Linked DNA regions of Sus scrofa: regions 1 and 3 are each linked to region 2. The links are chromatin contacts, called in public Hi-C and promoter capture Hi-C maps. All regions are on one chromosome and are shown on one strand. The core of a region is the stretch at or near the end of the contact, and the rest is flanking DNA. Distances in the headings are between cores, read along the strand shown. Region 1 overlaps LOC106509841 (a long non-coding RNA gene). Region 2 overlaps LOC106509843 (a long non-coding RNA gene). Region 3 has its middle 82 kb from the start of ZFP36L2.

Region 1 (2,849 bases), core at 13-2,512, 190 kb before region 2:
GATCTAGGCTCCTGGACTGTTGCAAAGAGGGAAAGATGAGGCTTGAGTAGGTAGGTTGGTACCAGATCCAGAAGGTTCCTGACCACTCAAATTGGAACTTGATCCTGGAGGTAAACACTAAAGTTTCTGAGCCCCAGGGAACCAGGAGGCTTCCATGGGCCAAGCTGGAACAGGAGTGGGTCCATAGAAATCAATTCCTCTCTAGATGATTGACAGAAGAGGAAACTAAAGCCCAGAGAGGGACAGAGACTTGCCCAAGGTCACCCAGACAGGGGTACAGAGCCAGGCTAAGCTCTAGCTGCCTGGACCTTGTCTCGGGTTCTGTGGGGAATAAACTGAGAACTGATGTGTGGGGTGGGAGGGCAGATTGTGCTGGGCCTCCCAGGTTCGGTCCACCTAAAGGGCAGGACCTACCTTCCCCAGAACCCTCAGTCAGGACTGTTCTGGGTGTCCCTTTCCTCTGGCCCTGCCGCTGTGTCTCTTGTGTTCCCCATTCCTTGTCCATCCTCATACTTTTCTATTACCTGCCATGTTGGCCCCACAAAGCTGTGCCTCACCACGCCCCCTACCCCTACCCTCCTGGCCAGGCGATGGCCCACAAGGGAACGGGTGCCCAGAGCAGGGGTCCCTGCCACAGGAAGGAAGCTATGGCCCAGGAACTTCCTCTGAGCCCTGACCCAGGAGCAGCTACTCCCCCCACCCCAACTTTCTGCATCCTGCCCCTCCCCCCATTCAACTTGGTGCTCTGCCCCCCATACTCCTTTCTGTGCTCCAGGACCCCCCCACCCTAAGACCCACCCAAGGCATTTGGAAACTTCCCTGAGGCTTCAGTGCCCCCAGAAGCCCCCAATCCGTTACTTCTCCATATTCTTTGCCAAAAAGGAGAGCTTCCAAAGCCACCTTGCAAATATATGCAAATGAGATGCAAACAGGCTAGGGGTCGAATCAGAGCTGCCCTACACCACAGCCACAGCAATGCTGGACCTGAGCCACAGTCTGCGACCTACAACACAGCTCCCAGCAACCCTGGATCCCTAACCTGCTGAGCAACGCCAGGGATCGACGTCCTCATGGATACTAGTGGGGTTCATTACCGCTGAGCCAGGACAGGAACTCCCAGGGATTCACCCTTTGAAAATCAGTCTCTTGGGTGGTTGCTTCCCTCCTTCCTGCTCTGCCAGATTCACCTAAATTTGTAAGTGTTAGTGACTGTGAGAAAGTCAGAGCAGAAACGCAGCCCAAGGATAGGGCGGAGACCAGGGCCTCTGTGCCCGGGTGAAGGGGCGGGGCCTGGGCTGCCCTTCCCTCTGCCCCGGGAGGCCTGCAGCAAAGGGTGTGTGGTGTGCTGGGAGTTGAAACATTGTACTTAGCTAAGAAGTTTCCTGGGCTTTCTGGAGGGGGGGCCCGGCCGGGGGTGTCATTGTCAACGGTGGGGAAGGGCAAGACTCTGAGGGGCGGTGGCCTAGGGAGGGGGCTGGGGCAGAGAGCAGCAGGGCAAGGCTGCCAGGGTGCCAGGGTGCCAGGGTGAGCTGGGGGGAAAGGCCTGAAGCCCCCAGGGGAAACCTTCCCAGGCCTGGAAGCGCCCGTTGGGGCCACGCCCAGTGCAGCCCTCACTCAGTGCCACCGCTGCCCTGGGAGCTCATGTGGGAGGCACCTGGCCAGCAACGTACTTGACCTCCGGGGCCCTTGGTTTCCTCATTGGAAAACACAGGCGATGGTGTGAGGAAACCACTGTGCAATGCTGATTCTAAGCAGTCCAGGTCCGGTAAGATGATTTACAACCCTTATGTAGAAAGAAGGAAGGTGATAGGTCTTTCTAGAAGTCTCTGCGAGAAGCTTCACACCGTGTCTTCAAGGGACGAGCCCTATTTTAGGAGGGACTTGGAAATCCTTGTCCAAAGTTCTTGAGTCTCCCTGTGGAGTCTCCTGGGTCACATGCTTGGGACGCAGAAGACAAGGAGGACCTTTGCTGGGAAGGGTCCCACGCAGGGGAGGCCCTATGGGATTAAGAGTGCAAGTATCACTGTAGGTGAGAGAAAGTTAAATGGAAGAAGGAAAGATGCAGTCGGTAACTGGTCTGAAGAGCTGAACTGGGGGTTCAGACCGCTATGGGAAGAGCAACCGATGCTAAGTTCTTTAAAATCGTGTTTGGCAGGAGTTCCCTTCGTGGCTCAGAGGTAACGAATCTGACTAGGATCCATAAGGATGCAGGTTCAGTCCCTGCCCTCACTCAGTGGGTTAAGGATCTGGTGCTGCCGTGAGCTATGGTGTAGGTTGCTGTGGCTGTGGTGTAGGCCAGCAACTGTAGCTCCGATTTAGCCTCTAGCCTGGGAGCCTCCATATGCCATGAGTGCGGCCCTAAAAAGAGAAGACCAAAAAAAAAAAAAGACAAAAAAAAGTGGTGTATGTCTTTCAGGTCAGGTAGGCCAGACTGCCACTTTCTAGCTGTATAACTTCATCCAGCCTCAGTTACCCCATCTGTAAAATGGGGATGATAAAGGTGTCCCCAGGCTTGCAGTTCTGCAGGGTAGTACAAGCTCATGTGGGTGTTTAGTGGGCAGGTTCAGTGGGCTTTCCCCTGAGCAGAAACAGAGCTTCTCTGGAGATTTGTTACTTGAGTAGAGAATTCAGTTTTTCTAGAAAAGGCTTGAGTGAGCCCCATGACATACGGTCTGTGGTTCTTGCCGTGGGGAGGCTGACCACGGGCTTGGGTGTGATAAAGCTGTCCCCGCCCCCAGCCTTTGGAAGACCACATGGGCTGCACGGTTGAACTTCAAAGGACCATTCTAACAGATGCAGCCAGTTTCCTGCAGCTGTGCAACAGCCCACGCCCATGCCAGCCTGAATTA
Region 2 (2,700 bases), core at 58-2,557:
GTGGGTGGGAGGAGGGGGAAGGGGAGAGGCTGGGCCGAGGGGACAGAATTCAATAGCTGCTTTCTTCCTGAAGGCTTCCCCCACCCCCAGTGGTCACTGATTAACCCTCCAGACCAGATAACCCCTCTATGGGAGGAAAAAAAAAAATGTGTGTTTATCTTGGGTCATAAAACCTCAATATTGACTTCTCACAGGTGAAGCCAAAGGGGACGGGGAGGTTGGGGGGTGGGGTGTGAGGCTCGCCACCCCTTCCTCTCAAGGCCTGAGACACACTTGCTGGACATGCAGAGCCCAGACCACCAGGTCCCCTTCCCTAAGGAGGATCTTGAGTGATCAGGCTGCAGTAGCTGAGGAAGCTGGGTTTAAGCCTCAAAAGCACCCCCCGGGTAGCCCCTTCAATGGCTGCAGGGGGCCTGTTCCCCTGCCTGCTCTCCTCATGCTGCCCTGTCCCCAGCAGATGAGGGAGTGGCACAGGTCCCCGGGCTGCTTCTGCTCTGCTGTTTCCCAACTCTGGGACCTGGACGGGGGACCGACCTGAACCTCAGGTTCCTGCACTGTCAAACGGGGGTCACACCCTGCCCACAGGATGACCGAGATCACTTCTGCTTCTAAGAAACTCTGGGAGCTGGTGCTGCTGTAAACAGCAACATTCCCCCTCTGTTCGCTCTCTTCTCTCCTCCTCCAGGTCCTGGGGTTGGAGACCTGCCTCCTTGCTCCCGGCTGAGGCCTCCTTCACGAGGCTTTGGAGTGGACAGTGCTGGGCTCCTCCAGGGCTAGAGAGGTGGTCTGACCCCGGCTGGGGGTCCCTATCCCTCTTCCCTCTGTCCCAGAGTCACTCGAACCTTCCCTTTGGCTGGCGTTTTCCATCAGAAGGACTGAGGAGCGGGTGTGTGGCCCCATGCTGTTTGGGATAAGGCGACTGGGACTCAAGAGTCCAGCTCTGTGCGCCTCAGGGAACCTCACACCTGCATCCCTGGGCCTTCTCTCCATCCTCCGTGTCTTTGCTTTGGGGGGCAAGGTGTTACTGCTGCTCCTCTCTGACCCTGTGGAGGGTCAGACGAGGAGGTTTCCAGCCACCCTGCCCAGGGCCCTTTCCACACCTCAATCAATTCTGCGCTCGAGGAGCAGAGGGGGACACATTGGGCTCCTTTGATCCTCAGCCAAAGCCAGGATTCTCTCTCTCCTCCCTGGCCCCAGGTGTGCCCCACCTGAGGCAGTGGGAGGCCAAGGCCCCAGCCCTGAGCACCCTCCATCCAGCTGGCTGGAGGGGCCCTGTCCCCGGGTACCTGGTCAATTATTAACACTGAGCAAACTCAGGCCAGCGGGCCTTCCAGCAGGGTCAGGTCCAGACAAAGGCCCTGCTGTCTCCCTCAGCTGCCATCTTGGGGAGGGGGGAGGGTTACTGGCCGGTCAGTCACCCCATGGTGGCAACACCCCTGCCTCTGGCAGGGCCTGGAGTGGCTGCCACTCCACAAGGACTTGGGTGGAGAGAGGCTCTGGAAGAAGAAGGCGATGGGGTGGGGTTTGGCCACAGGCCTGGGTTTAAGCCTCAGCTTCAGGTTTGTGAGCAAGCCTGGGATGGGGGCCGGAGAGAGGAGGACTGCCGCGGGGCTCCCCAGGTGGGGCACTTCTGCCACTGCCTGCCACAGGGCCACTGGGGGTGGTGACCCACCTTGAGAGCAGCTCTCAGCCCCATCCTTTCTCCCTCCTTCCTCCCACCCCCTCTGCCTTCCTTAGCAAGTCTGTTGAGTGTCTTCTGTGTGCCAGCTCCCTCCTTAGTGTCCCCTGAGTCGCGTTCCTCCCATCCCCCCAACTTCCGCTCCTTCCCCGTGCCTTTGCTCATGCTTTCCCATGATCCTGGAAACCCTTCCTCTTTCTCCCTCGGAATCTCCTTCCTCCCCCAAGACGTCCTCCCTGAGCCCACCCTGACCCAATCCCCTGATGCCTCCCACCCCAAAGCTCTTCTCACGGTACGTGGGCCACCTCCCCAGCTGCACGGCGAGCTCCTTGGTGGGAGCTCCCCCATCCCCGCTCTGCCATGGACAATGAGCACCGTTAGTAGGTTTATCAGCAATGCCACCCCCAGCCACCAGTCCAGCAAGAAGTTACTTTCTTTTATTTTTTTGTCTGTCTTTTTAGGGCCACATTCATGACACATGGAGGTTCCCAAGCTAGGGGTCTAATTGGAGCTGTAGCCTATGGCCTAGGCCAGAGCCACAGCAACGTCAGATCCGAACCGCATCTGCGACCTACACCACAGCTCATGGCAATGCTGGATCCTTAACCCACTGAACGAGGCCAGGGATTGAACCCACAACATCATGGTTCCTAGGCAGATTCGTTTCCACTGTGCCACGACGGGGAACTCCCAAGTTACTTTCTTGAAGAACAGTAACTCAGAAGTCACCATTTACGTTGGTCAGAAAATTCCAGATACACAGCAGAGTCCCAAAGTCAGCCCTGCCCACCCAGACCCCCTCAGCTGGCTGCCCAAGATGTCTGAGAGCTCTCTTTACTGTCATCCCCTTCCTCCCTCACTCCCAGCCCAGCCAGTAAGCTCTTTGGTTCGGGAACAGACGAGGACACCCCTGGCTGACACTTACAGCTGCCCGCGGATCCAGCCCTAAGCCCAGGCCCAGCTGCCGCCTCTAGGCCCCTTCCTCCCCGCAGCAGCCCCACACCCACTAAGCAGGTGCCATG
Region 3 (2,738 bases), core at 78-2,577, 130 kb before region 2:
CCCATCCTTTGGTGGTGGTCTGGCTGGCTTAGAGGGGATCTGCCTTCTAGAACTCCATCTCGCACAAACTGCAGGGCTGGGTGGGGCTGTAGACACATCCCGTCCCCTGATCAGCCATCAGCTTCCCTCTCCTGAGGCCAACTGCCCCCCGCCCAACCGCCATGGGGTGCTTGAATGCAGAAGGAGCTGGCAGCCTCAGCAGAGGCAGGTGGTGGCAGGCTCCCTGCCCCCGAGTGGCCAGCTGGCCCCCAGGCAGCAGGATGCAGCTCCTCACTGCACTCTCTCAGTGAGCTCCCAGGCACAGGTTGGTCAGGGAGCCTGGGGACCCCAGAGACTTCCCCCACCCTCCCCCTAGAGGCCCCCAGTCTAGGGCCTTCTCCCTGAGCTCAGGCCCCCAAGGGGTGGTAGGCTCCTTCTGGTCTAAACCCTTTGTCCCTCTCTGTCCCCTACTTCCCATGACACTGGTTCCTGTGGGAGCCCTTTCGCTTTTGCTGTAGGTACCAGAAGGTCCATTTTCTTTAACCCACGGGGCGTCAGCCCTCACTCTTGGCAAGGTGAGCAGATGCCAGAAGGCGTGGGGCCACGTCGGTCCACCAGCAGGCCAGGTTGTCCTTCCCTCAGTCCTGGCAAGGCATGCCTCTGCCTCAGGGCCCTTGTTCTAGCTATTTCCTCTGTCTGGAATGTTTTCTTCCAGACCTTGCTTGGCTCCTTCTCCAAGCTTTTGTTGAAATGTCACCTTTTCAGTAGGGCCTCCGTGGACCACCCAGTTTAATACTGTGACCTGTGTACACATGGGCACACACCCCTCTTGTCACCCCCCCCAGCACAGCCCCTCCCCCTCACCCCCCCAGCACATTACAGCTCTCAGCGTGGTTCCATCTCCTCTCTTCCCCTGTGTCACCTGCCACCTACTGACACACCTGACTTCACTTGCTTCATCTACTGTGTCTCCCCAACAAGAATATTGACCCCACGAGGGCAGGGATCTTTGTTTTGCTCGTGGATGTTTCCCAAGTGCCTGGAACTGCTGGGCCATTTTAGATGCTCTACAGACCTTTGTACAGTGTTGTTAGGACTGTCACCCAGAGGAGAGCAGCTGCACAAGCAAAGGCTGGTCCTCTGAGGGGCCAGACGGGGGCTAGCTGTCGGACCCCGCAACCTGTGGTCAGAGGGGATGGACGCTGTGCTCCCTCCCAGGGGAGGACCAGCTCCCTTCCACCCCACCTGCCCCCCTCCCTGGAACCACACCCCCAGGGCAGCCTTGCACACGTCTGTTGGCTCACACCTGCAGACCCTGCACCCAGGGCCCCACCTCCCGCCAGCCCTTGTGCACTCGCCCTTGACGTGGTGGCTGTGGTTTCAAGGCCTTAGAGGTGCAGATTGGAGTCAGGGCATCCTGTTCTCTGTGGCTGCAGCAGCAGGTGGGGGTGGGGGACAGGTTCCCCTGCAAACAGGCACACGCAAAGGCCCCTTCTCCCTGCCTTCTTACACACGCGAATACACACATGTGCACGCAGACAGATGGACACCGGGTGGCCCCCGTAGGCTGGCAGCTCTTAGGCCCCAGGCACAGGAACCGAGCACCCATCTGTAGCCGACCCACTGGGGGCAGGGAGCTGCTGGCTCCCTTCCCTGTGCCTGAGCTCCCACCTTCACAACTTCATGCCCAGCACATGGCCTGCCAACCTCATCTCAGGTCTTTTCTTTGGGGGAAGTCTTGTTCTGCCGCCTTCTGTCCTAACCACATCCCTGTGGGAGGGGTGGTGTATTCAGCCCTCAGTGGGGTCCAGTTGTCCAGCCAGTCCTGGGAGCATACTGATCCCTGGCTCAGAACCCTGCCATGGCTCCCCAATGCCCGCCAGGTCCAACCCAAACCCCTGGTCCTGGGCCTCCCCTGCTCCAGGGATCTCCACTTTGAGGAGAGGTGAGGGTGCCCTCTGGAGCCAGGCATCCTGGTTTGAATGCCAGTTCTGTGTGACCTCAGGCAAGTCGCTTAACCTCGCTGTGCCCCAGCGTCCTGCCTCACAGAGCTGTTGTGAGAATTACATAGGTTTATATATGCAAAGCATTTAGCACAGCACCTGCTCTGCAAGAAAGTTGTCAATAAATGATAGCTGGAAAGGATGTCTGTTTCCTGCCAGAAAGGACCTGAGAAATGTCTTCCAATGGGGCTTGTGGCTCAGCTCTCAGCTCTGGCCTTTCAGACTGAGCCAGCAGCTTCCAGGCCACCTGGGAGCTGGCTGGAGACTCAGAGTGCCAGGCCCCCTGGGAGTCCTAAAGCAGCAGGTGGGGGGAGGGGCCTGTACACTGTGGCCTGTAGCCATTTGTGGGGTGGGAGTCCCCTAAGCCCCCATCCCAGCCTCAGACTGGTCCACCACCTGCATCCTCTGTCTTCTGGCCTTGCCAAGGCCCCTCTGCCTTGCAAGGCTCCTGCAGGAAGAATGCCTGTCAACTTTGCCACCTCAGTGCCCACAGCTCCTATTTTCCTAGAGCCTCAGTTCCTCAAGAAGAAAGGGAATAAAAACACCCACATCCAGGGAGGTCAGGGATGAGCAGTGCACCACCGAGGCAGCCAGTCAGGGCTGAGTATTGCTACTGGCTGCACCCCAGGCCTGGTGGGTCCCGCCTGCCATGCTGGAGTCCCCGCAGGGATGAGGGAAAGACCTGTTGATGGAGGGGGGCTGGGATGAACTCTGGGAGCTGAGAGGGAGCACAGTGACCTGGGATGAACTCTGGGA

What was found. Promoter capture Hi-C pulls out the DNA fragments that hold promoters and counts their contacts. Hi-C and Micro-C count contacts between places; a contact is called where the count stands out from the background.
Region 1: a contact with region 2 is called in a Hi-C map of liver, with 4 times the contacts expected there. A contact is called at or near these places in 3 of 47 Hi-C or Micro-C datasets (all in liver) and 1 of 2 datasets of targeted methods (skeletal muscle).
Region 3: a contact with region 2 is called in a promoter capture Hi-C map of liver, with 5 times the contacts expected there. A contact is called at or near these places in 1 of 5 promoter capture datasets (liver), 3 of 47 Hi-C or Micro-C datasets (alveolar macrophages, embryonic fibroblasts and skeletal muscle) and 2 of 2 datasets of targeted methods (alveolar macrophages and skeletal muscle).

What each region holds. Positions count from the first base shown.
Region 1 is chr3:97,226,154-97,229,002 of Sscrofa11.1, forward strand. The region is part of intron 2 of LOC106509841 (a long non-coding RNA gene); the gene reads left to right. Among named protein-coding and RNA genes, the nearest start is that of ZFP36L2, 27 kb to the left of the region's middle.
Region 2 is chr3:97,411,799-97,414,498 of Sscrofa11.1, forward strand. All of the region lies in intron 6 of LOC106509843 (a long non-coding RNA gene), which reads right to left. Among named protein-coding and RNA genes, the nearest start is that of TRNAI-UAU, 150 kb to the right of the region's middle.
Region 3 is chr3:97,280,609-97,283,346 of Sscrofa11.1, forward strand. No RefSeq gene overlaps it. Among named protein-coding and RNA genes, the nearest start is that of ZFP36L2, 82 kb to the left of the region's middle.